Linked DNA regions of Mus musculus: regions 2 and 3 are each linked to region 1. The links are chromatin contacts, called in public HiChIP or PLAC-seq and promoter capture Hi-C maps. All regions are on one chromosome and are shown on one strand. Each heading gives the region's core, a stretch centred on a gene start, on an enhancer-like site or on the middle of the called end of the contact. The rest is flanking DNA. Distances are from core to core; before and after follow the strand shown.

Region 1 (2,700 bases), core at 167-2,666:
CTTGCCATTTCACCAGGCCCCCTTCCGAATGAGACCCTAAGAACATTCCAGTCCTTCATGTGGGTGAGATGGCTAGAAAGCGGAGAACGCCAGTAGTAGCAGTGTCGTGAGAGTATGACCTGTTCTCCTTTCTTCCCCTCCTAGTCTCCACCCAAGCTTTAAAGTTCAAGAAGGGCGTTTTCCTGAGCACCCCAATTTCCAGGTCATCTCAGTTGCCCTCCTGAGCCCTTGCCTCGAGGAAGCCAGGTGATGACATGATGCCCTACTTGACCCCAGCATGCTGGCATCTGCTCATTAATCCAGAGTCCTATTAGTTCCCTCCCTGCCCAGAGACGCTCGAAGACTCACTCCTCTGCCACCCAGCTTCAAGCTGACTCATGGGGTAGGACTGCCGGGAGAAGGGACAAGCCAGTATAAGCCAAACCTCGCCCTCCATGCTGGGGATGGGCAGCAGCTGGCATTAAACAGCTGTGCCAGACTGTGGCTGCCAAGGACTACAGCTCCCAACATGCCGAGAGCAAGGCCAGCAAAAACAACAAGTCCCAGAATACCATGAGGTCTGTACCCTCAGATACTTGTTAGACCTGGGAGGTGGGAGAGGTTGTGGTACAAGAAGAACACCTAGGCTCATTCTATCCTTCCCTTCACTCTCAAGACACCCATTTTTACCCTAAGGAAGGTTAGGGTAAGAATTCCTACCCATGTGTTTTCCACTCTTATCCTGGGCAGAGTCCTGCTGCTCACTGCTGTACATTTTGTCCTCACACAAGTCTACACACGCTAGGGTGACTGTTCCCAAGACCACTGTTCTGAGTAGAAAGGTTAATCTCTGCTTTCACACTCGCTCTCACTCTGGCCTAGAGCCCTTCACCTTTAATAGAGAGGGAGCAGACCTCAGAAACCCCTCCAAACTCAGACGGGGAGACTCACCTTGACTCCTGGACTCCTTGTTCTGGACGATTCCTCCCACCCCCTGCTTAGCCTCCCAGGTCGGTTCTCATCCCTTCTTCACAGTCTGGGACAGGCCCCATACCCTGCAGAGGTTTTGGAGATCTGATCCTTCCACCTAGTACACACTCACCCCGCTCCCAAATTGGCTCCGCCGCGGTGGCCGCTGCTCCGGGCCCTTCCGTCCCGGTCCCGTCCCCGTCCCGGTCCCTCCCCTCGGATAACCAGTCCCCCCTACTACGGGCCCCCAACCCAGACAAAGGGTGGCTTAGGCTGAGAGCCTTGCTCTGCTTGGCCCTTCCCTGATCAGCTTCGTGTGCAACACTAGCGGGCTCTGGCGTCCGCAGCCCCTCTAGCTGCTGTTGCACCCCTCCCTGCGACGGTCCCTCCCCGGGGCCGCCCCGGCTCCGCGCCGCAGACTCAGCTGCCCCTCTGACTCACAGGCCATTTCCTACCAGCTGATGGGGCCGCCCGCCCCGCCCAGCGCCCAGCCACCCCCAGCACTGCGACCACGGCTGCCACGCCCCCCTCAGACCACACCCTCTATGGGCAACAACTATGTTCATTGGCCCAGTGGAGGCCAGCCTCTCAGCAACCTCAAGCGTGAGTCACGCCCTCTTCAAGGAGCGCACGCCTATTGGTCCACATAAGGGCAGGCCTACCCAATGTCGCTCCGCCCACCTCCTTAACCCTTTTTCTGTCCAAGTCCTAAGCAATTCTCTGCCCTGTCATTTAACCCCATTCAGACTTCATTCTCTCAGGGCTCAACAAACCTTTCTCCTCCACACTTCCTGTTCTGAAGTAAATTAATATGAAGCTCCAGTGTGTTCACAGATAAATCTCAACAATCTCCAAGTCACACCAAACCCAACCCTACATATCCCCAAGCCCATTCGCCCCCACATCCCGAAACAGCTCCAGGTAAAAGGGTTGCTATCGAGTAAGCTTTCTACAAGAGCAGGAAAAAAAGACCTACTACAGTCGTACCTTATTTCTATCCATACTGAAAGATGGCATCCTCTCCCACCCCCTTTTTGTCTTTGTTAGAGACCCCAGGAGGCTGACATTTCAGGGACTCTCAAAACCCTTCCGAGACCAGGCTTTGGAGCACTCTTTGCTGACAGGCCTCTGCTCCGAGGAAACAGAGCATCCTAAGAAGTGAGTTAGAAGGCCTTCTGCCCAAAGTCAGATGGAGACCAAGTTCGTCTTCATGACTCACAGCTCCCTCGAAACTCACCAAGCTCCCCCTGAGTCACAGGGCCCCGGGCCCAGCCCAGAGCCAGCCAAATTAAGCAGCATTATAGTCAGCATCCCTAACCTTTGTCCTTAGCTCTGTAAATAACCAGGACGGAATTTTTGCGAGGACTGGGCATTCACAGACACTTTTTACAGGGAGTGCTCTCGAGATAACCTGAGAAAATGGATAGCCTTGTCTACTTTGTCTTCTGAACTTATCAGCAAGTCAGACAGGTTGTCACCAACTCAGGCCTTTTCTCCCTGTCGGTCACAGAAACAGGGAACAAACAGCAGAACCAAAGGAAGTAGAAGCCAATGCTTTGCCTATGCTATGAGTCCCCAGGACCATTAGTTTATTACTGGACTGTAAAAAGAGGGCCCCCCCTACTTCCTCTCTGGGTTTTACAATTAATACAAGTACACAACAGACCTCTAGTATGCTTTCTCCTTACCTCTACTGAGTAGGAGGAACTCCCTAAAAAAGACCCCAGCTCCCTAAGATTGAATTCCCTGCTA
Region 2 (2,700 bases), core at 33-2,532, 840 kb after region 1:
AAAGGCATGCACCACCACGCCCGGCTTGTCCTCAGTGTTTTTAATAAAGAAAGTCTGTTGTTTTGAAGAAGCACAAAGTAGTAGGGGCAGAGTGGGAAATACGTTCAGCCAGTTAGCCCCATGGCCTGAGTTCAGATATCTCAATTATTCACTGGGTCAAGCACTGTCTGAGACATTCTAAATACAATATGAGACTGGGTTCCTGTGCGCTTGATCAGGAAATCAGGGCCAGCCTTGGCTTCATTGTAAACTCAAGGTCAGCCTGAGCTGTATGAGATCCTGTCTTCAAAATAAGTAAATAAACACAATACGTTCATTAATCTTATCAAGAAGGCCAGCATGAGGGTTGGGGTGGGGGGGAGGCTCAGAAGTAAAAATGTCCTCACCCACAGACACGGGGCTAGTCGGGAGTAGTGTACAATCTGGACTCGAGGAGGGTGTCAAGACTTTGTTCTTTTCATTACAGTCATAGTTACCATCTGTCGCAGGAGAAAGCTGCTGTTAGTGACCTGAATAGAGGAATCTGGAAATAAGCAATTGGCTTCACTTCTGAACAGCAAGTCTCTAAACTGGACGAGCTATCTGTTCAAGGGCCAGGTAGCCAGGAAAAAGGGGGGGGTGGGGGGTGGGGGGCGTTTCTCCACAATGAATTCGCTTTGATTCCTAGGTCCTCTGGAACATTCTCCGGAGTAGCTGCTCAAAGATTCATCTCCAAATCCTCTCGAACCAATTCTGAATTTCAAGGCTCTCTAAGTCTAGTCATACAGGCTGCCCTGACCCTTTCTCTGAGTGCAATAGGTATTAACAGCGAAGCCAGCCTGTGAATCCGTGCCCTCAGCAGAGCCCTTTGGCTTTGAGGGGAGGCCAGGTAACACGCCTTCTTTAGGTCGAGGCAGCCTTTGGACAGGATAGTAAGAGTGTTCTGGAGGATTCAACTAGGGGTGCACGCCCTACAGTTCAGCTTTGACTTAGCCCTTGCAAATCAGACGGACCTGCAGAGTGATCTCGGCAGGCCAGTCGCCCCTGAGCTGCGGGCTCCCCACCCCCTATGTGCCCCGACACGGGACAGAGGCATTCCACAGGGGTCTCCAGCCTCTGACTTCCCGTTTGAAGACCGCAGCCCGGGAGCCCGAGTCCGAAGGCGACACACAGCTGGCCCATAACAAAGAGCCAGGGTCCAGGGCGCGCTGCCGCCCCCCGGGAGGTTTTGAAAACTCTGAGCGGCCGGGGCGGGGCTTCAGCGAGCCGCAGCCAATCACCAGAGAGCCAAGGCGCCGGGGGCGGGGCCTGGTGCCAGGGGTTGCTACGGCCAGGCTGGGTCCGAGCATCCCGCGGCTTCGGACCCACCCGGCCCGGACATGGCGAGCGTCCGGGCCTCCCCGCGCAGCGCGCTGCTACTTCTGCTGGCCGCGGCGGGGGTCGCGGAGGTGACGGGGGGCCTGGCCCCGGGCAGCGCGGGTGAGTAGCCGCGGGAGCCACGATCGGGGCGGTCCTGAGGAGTGCCTCAGCGCTCCAAGATGGCGCGGAGCCGGGGGCGGGGTGCGCGTGCCCCCAGACCCGCGGGCGGCGGTCAGGAACGCCGGGCTGGAGCCCGACCCGGAGGCCGCTCTCCGCCCTCGTCTTCTTCTCCCTGAAGATCTTGCGAACCCTGGGGTGGTGACTGGGGTTCGAGGCCTTGTTCTGTCACCTCCCAGACAGGGGCCCCTTGCCCTGCCGGACCCTGGTCCCTGGCCAGGGTCCCTGTCAGAAAACAGGGAGGTGCCTGGGCTCCGGATAGCACCGCTGGGCGGAAGGGATACGTAGGTGCAGCTCCCCTGCTGCTGCCCAGTCAGTTGTTGTCACTTGTTAATTTGACTGACTTGGCCTGAGTGGCGGTGAACTTTGATAGGGTCCACAAGGTTGCCTGGCGGGTGCACCGTGGGTCTGAGACCCGGCTGGGGGATGGGGTAAGGTGGGGTGGGGGTTGACTACACATCGATAAATCACCCCGTGGCGGCTTGGCTTCGGGAGAGAGGTGTGTTCTAGGGCTCTGTTAAAGCAGTTGCACCAGAGATGGATGGAAAGCTTGACCGCTTAGGATTGTCCTTCCTGCGCTTGCTCAGCGTTCGGATGTGACACGAACTCGTGCTTCCCGGGACACCTCAGGCTGATAGGTGGTGGAAGACAGGAGCGCTAAGCAGTTTGAATTCAGGCAGACAGGTTCAGAGGAGAGATGCGGGTGGGGCTGCATGTGCACAGAGGAACGTTGACATTCACCTAGAAGATGAGAAAAACCGAGTGTCTACCTATACTAGCCATCGAAAGATGAATGGAATTTTTATAACAAAAGTAACGGAGGAGTGTGTTGCTTACAGGGAGAGGCACTCAGGGGAAAAACATACCCAGTCTCAAGGAAGTTTTCAAGAAAGCCTGAGAAGTTAAAATTAAGGAGTTTTGGTTGATGCTTTATTTATTTATTTATTTATTTATTTTAAAGGAAGGCATTTGAAGAAGATTGTGACAGGAACCTGGGATTAGTTAATTATTTGAATTCTAAATTTAACTATAAACTAGTAAGGAAACCAATAGAAAAGGGACGAAAGAATACTGTGAATTCTTGACTAATCCAGCTTATCTCTCTGTGTTCTAGTTAGTCCAAAGATGTCTAAAGAATACTAGTTACCCCCTTCTTATCCCACTGTTGTGGAGTAGGGCTTTTAG
Region 3 (2,700 bases), core at 159-2,658, 990 kb after region 1:
TCTGTCAGAGGCCCTGCTTGTCTTAGAGACAAGCTCTTTATTCTTGGGGCTAGTAGTGAAGAGGCAGGGCCTCACCAAGGCCTTTGTTGTGAGTGATGCCCTGAGGGGAGGCTGCAGACCTTTCTTCTCCCCCAGTGAGAGCAAAGCAGCATAAATGGATTAGGCTAAGCCTTCTGTAAACTAAAGGGATTAGGGTGTAGAGCTGCCTGCCCTTCTGTGCCTCCCACTCGCCTGACTGACTCACCCGCAGCTTGTTTCCCTGAGTTACAACCAGGCTGCTCCTTTTGCTTTCTTTCCGTTTCCACAGATATCCTCTGTGTAGAGAATTAGGAAAGAATGAAGGGTATGTGTGTATTTTAAAAGTAAACTAAAACCGCCGGAGGTCTAGGTCAGTTAGTCGTGATTGCATGGCCTGTGTGAGGCCCTGGGCTTGGTCCGCAGCACTGCCTGAAGGGGATCCTCGCCATCCCCGCATTCCTAAGATTGGGAACGAGAGTAGGAGACCTAGAACATCAAGGGCATCCTCGGTTACCTGTCAAGTTTAAGGCTAGCCTGGGCTACATGAGGCCCCGTATCAAAATGAAATAAATAGAAACTGGAATATATGTTACTAGAATTTGCTTTCAGATAAATGTGTGTGTAAACTGATGAGTGACCTGATTGTCCTTTAAATGGCCTTCCAGCCAATGTCTGCCGCCTCAATTTTGGGAGGCCAGGACTACAAAGTGAGATCCTATCTCACAAAACAAAATTTTCCTGTTTGTTTGTTTGTTTGTTTAAATCCTAAAACAATATAGCAAAGAACAAGCTGAGGTTTGGCAGGGTCATTCCCAGTGTGCCTGTGCCCTGGTTAGTTGGGTCCTGCACATTCCCACCCCACCTGCCTCCCGCCCTCGAGTATATAAGGACTTGGTGAGGTCAGGATTTTAAGCTACACTTTGTCAAAAGCCCAGACTGGCATGTGTTTAGAAACTGCCCTGGCTTCCTGAGCAGACACGGAACCCTGGGGCCCAAACTAGCTTCCATTTCCCCAGAGCACTTACCCCAGCCTCTTCTACGTCTAAGGCGCACTGTGCAACAGCCACAGGTTTTTTGTTCCACCAAGCAAGTGTGGGAAAGCAATGGTTGGGTCCAAGATTTGGGATTAAATCTTTGGGGCTGTGCCCATCTGTTGGCTGGCAGTGGTCATACCCAGTGATAATTCCTGAGGCTGACAGAAAGTCAGCATGGCACCCTGAGCTGGCAAACGTTAGTGTGTAGTGAGGAAAACACGTGCACTGCGATCCACACTGCCACCGGCTGACCAAGTCTTCATCGCTGAGCCTCAGTCACCTTGCCTGGGAGGAAGGCGAGGACACCGTCAGCAACGGTGCTGACTAACGGTTGCCGTGTGTGGAATGGCATGTAGCCCATAACAGAGTGCTTACTAAAGGCTGTCGCCGGTGAAGCCCAAAGCTGACGCTGCAGTGCTCTCCTGTGGCGGGCACCAGGAAGGCCAGTTTCCAAGATGCCCCTCTCTGTGCACTGGAGTGCCCACCGCTGGAAGGCCCTGGGTCAGACGGAGCCCGGGGAGCAGTTCCCTGGGGACTGTCAGGTGCAATACTGTGGGGTTTAGATGTTTTCTGCTTCTCAATGTTCTCTCTTTTTTCCTGCCTGCTTGCCTGCCTTTGGACTTCTTGCTGTCTAGGGTGGCAGACGAAGCTTTCTACAAACAACCCTTCGCTGACCTGATTGGTTATGTGTATGTTGCAAAACTAATTCCTTTTCTTGTTTTGATTCTTTCTGTTTAGAGTTAATGCTCCTTTTTGTCACAAGTTGCTTTGCTTTTTAAATCTTTCACATTGGCTCTGTGGGGCTGCTTGAGAGTTGATAAGCTAGATATGACTGTTGCTAATCTTGCACAACTGTCACTCCCTGCTCTCCCTGTGGCCATTTGCATACTGGAGGTCCTGGAGGGAAGCAAGCTTCAATGGTCTCTCTGGGAAGGGTTTTTTTGGGCTTAGTTGGGTCTGACCACTTGCTGGTGCTGCCAGCTTCCAGGCCCTGCTGCCTGCCTGTCTGCCCCTGCGGAGCCTGCGGTGACCTAAGATGTTGGGGCCATGGTCTGCAGCACAATATTACCAGAGTCAGAGCCGGGGAGCAGGAGGTGGAGGCTCTGCCTTGCCAATTCCTGATCCTTAAAGAACATGAAGTGTCATTCAGTCAGGCAGTGTGGGTATCTGACACTGTTTCCCTGGTCTTAGATAGCAGAAATTGCTATTTTAGTGGCTAGCTTCTGGTGCCCTGCCCTCTTCCCCAGCACAGAGCCTCCCTAGTTGTGAAGTCAAGATACTCAAAACTGTCCAGTAAACTGCCGCAGTTTTCTCCCCCAGAAAACTACCTTTTCTAGCAAAGCTTTTTTGTTTTTAATAAAGATCCTTGTTAGTGACCTTAGTATTGCTGAGGACTTGGAAATAGTCCTGCTTCCTTTTTATGACAGAACTAGGAAGGAAAAAGAACAACTACTTGGGGAAGGTGGTAGACAGAGTCTCTTGGGGCCCATGACCCTGGGATGGCCACCTCATTAGACGGCAGAACTGGGTTTCCTGGGCCCCGGGTGAGTTTGCAGTGAAACTTGTGAAATGCTGGACTTACAGGTGGTGTTGGCTTTGACTTTTACACATTCTCTGGAGTAGAGAAATGGAGACTGGAAAAGTTGAG

The links. Promoter capture Hi-C pulls out the DNA fragments that hold promoters and counts their contacts. HiChIP or PLAC-seq counts read pairs in DNA pulled down with a chosen protein or histone mark.
Region 2: a promoter capture Hi-C map of hippocampal neurons shows a contact between it and region 1, with 4 times the contacts expected there. The contact joins the promoter of Reck here to the promoter of Fam214b in region 1. A contact is called at or near these places in 10 of 39 promoter capture datasets (the 3T3-L1 cell line, the C10 cell line, cranial neural crest and 7 more), 1 of 484 Hi-C or Micro-C datasets (embryonic stem cells), 4 of 115 datasets of contacts at active chromatin or transcription factors (astrocytes, bone marrow-derived macrophages, embryonic limb bud and 1 more) and 2 of 9 other capture datasets (liver and pancreatic islet).
Region 3: a contact with region 1 is called in an H3K27ac HiChIP or PLAC-seq map of microglia, with 7 times the contacts expected there. The contact joins the enhancer-like site here to the promoter of Fam214b in region 1. A contact is called at or near these places in 3 of 39 promoter capture datasets (hematopoietic stem and progenitor cells, hippocampal neurons and liver), 2 of 115 datasets of contacts at active chromatin or transcription factors (bone marrow-derived macrophages and microglia) and 1 of 9 other capture datasets (adipose tissue).

What each region holds. Positions count from the first base shown.
Region 1 is chr4:43,038,885-43,041,584 of GRCm38.p6, forward strand. Fam214b (family with sequence similarity 214, member B) reads right to left here and starts at 1,417. Exons shown (of 9, transcript NM_001253353.1): 1 at 1,082-1,417.
Region 2 is chr4:43,874,248-43,876,947 of GRCm38.p6, forward strand. It overlaps Reck (reversion-inducing-cysteine-rich protein with kazal motifs), which reads left to right and starts at 1,283. Exons shown (of 21, transcript NM_016678.2): 1 at 1,283-1,458. The coding sequence starts at 1,359.
Region 3 is chr4:44,028,528-44,031,227 of GRCm38.p6, forward strand. All of the region lies in intron 5 of Clta (clathrin, light polypeptide (Lca)), which reads left to right. Among named protein-coding and RNA genes, the nearest start is that of Clta, 25 kb to the left of the region's middle. Within about 2 kb of position 1,409, at least 86 of the 459 cell types and tissues checked have an H3K27ac peak or open chromatin away from gene starts, as enhancers often do. A contact at or near this core is called in adipose tissue, hippocampal neurons and microglia, where this site is marked.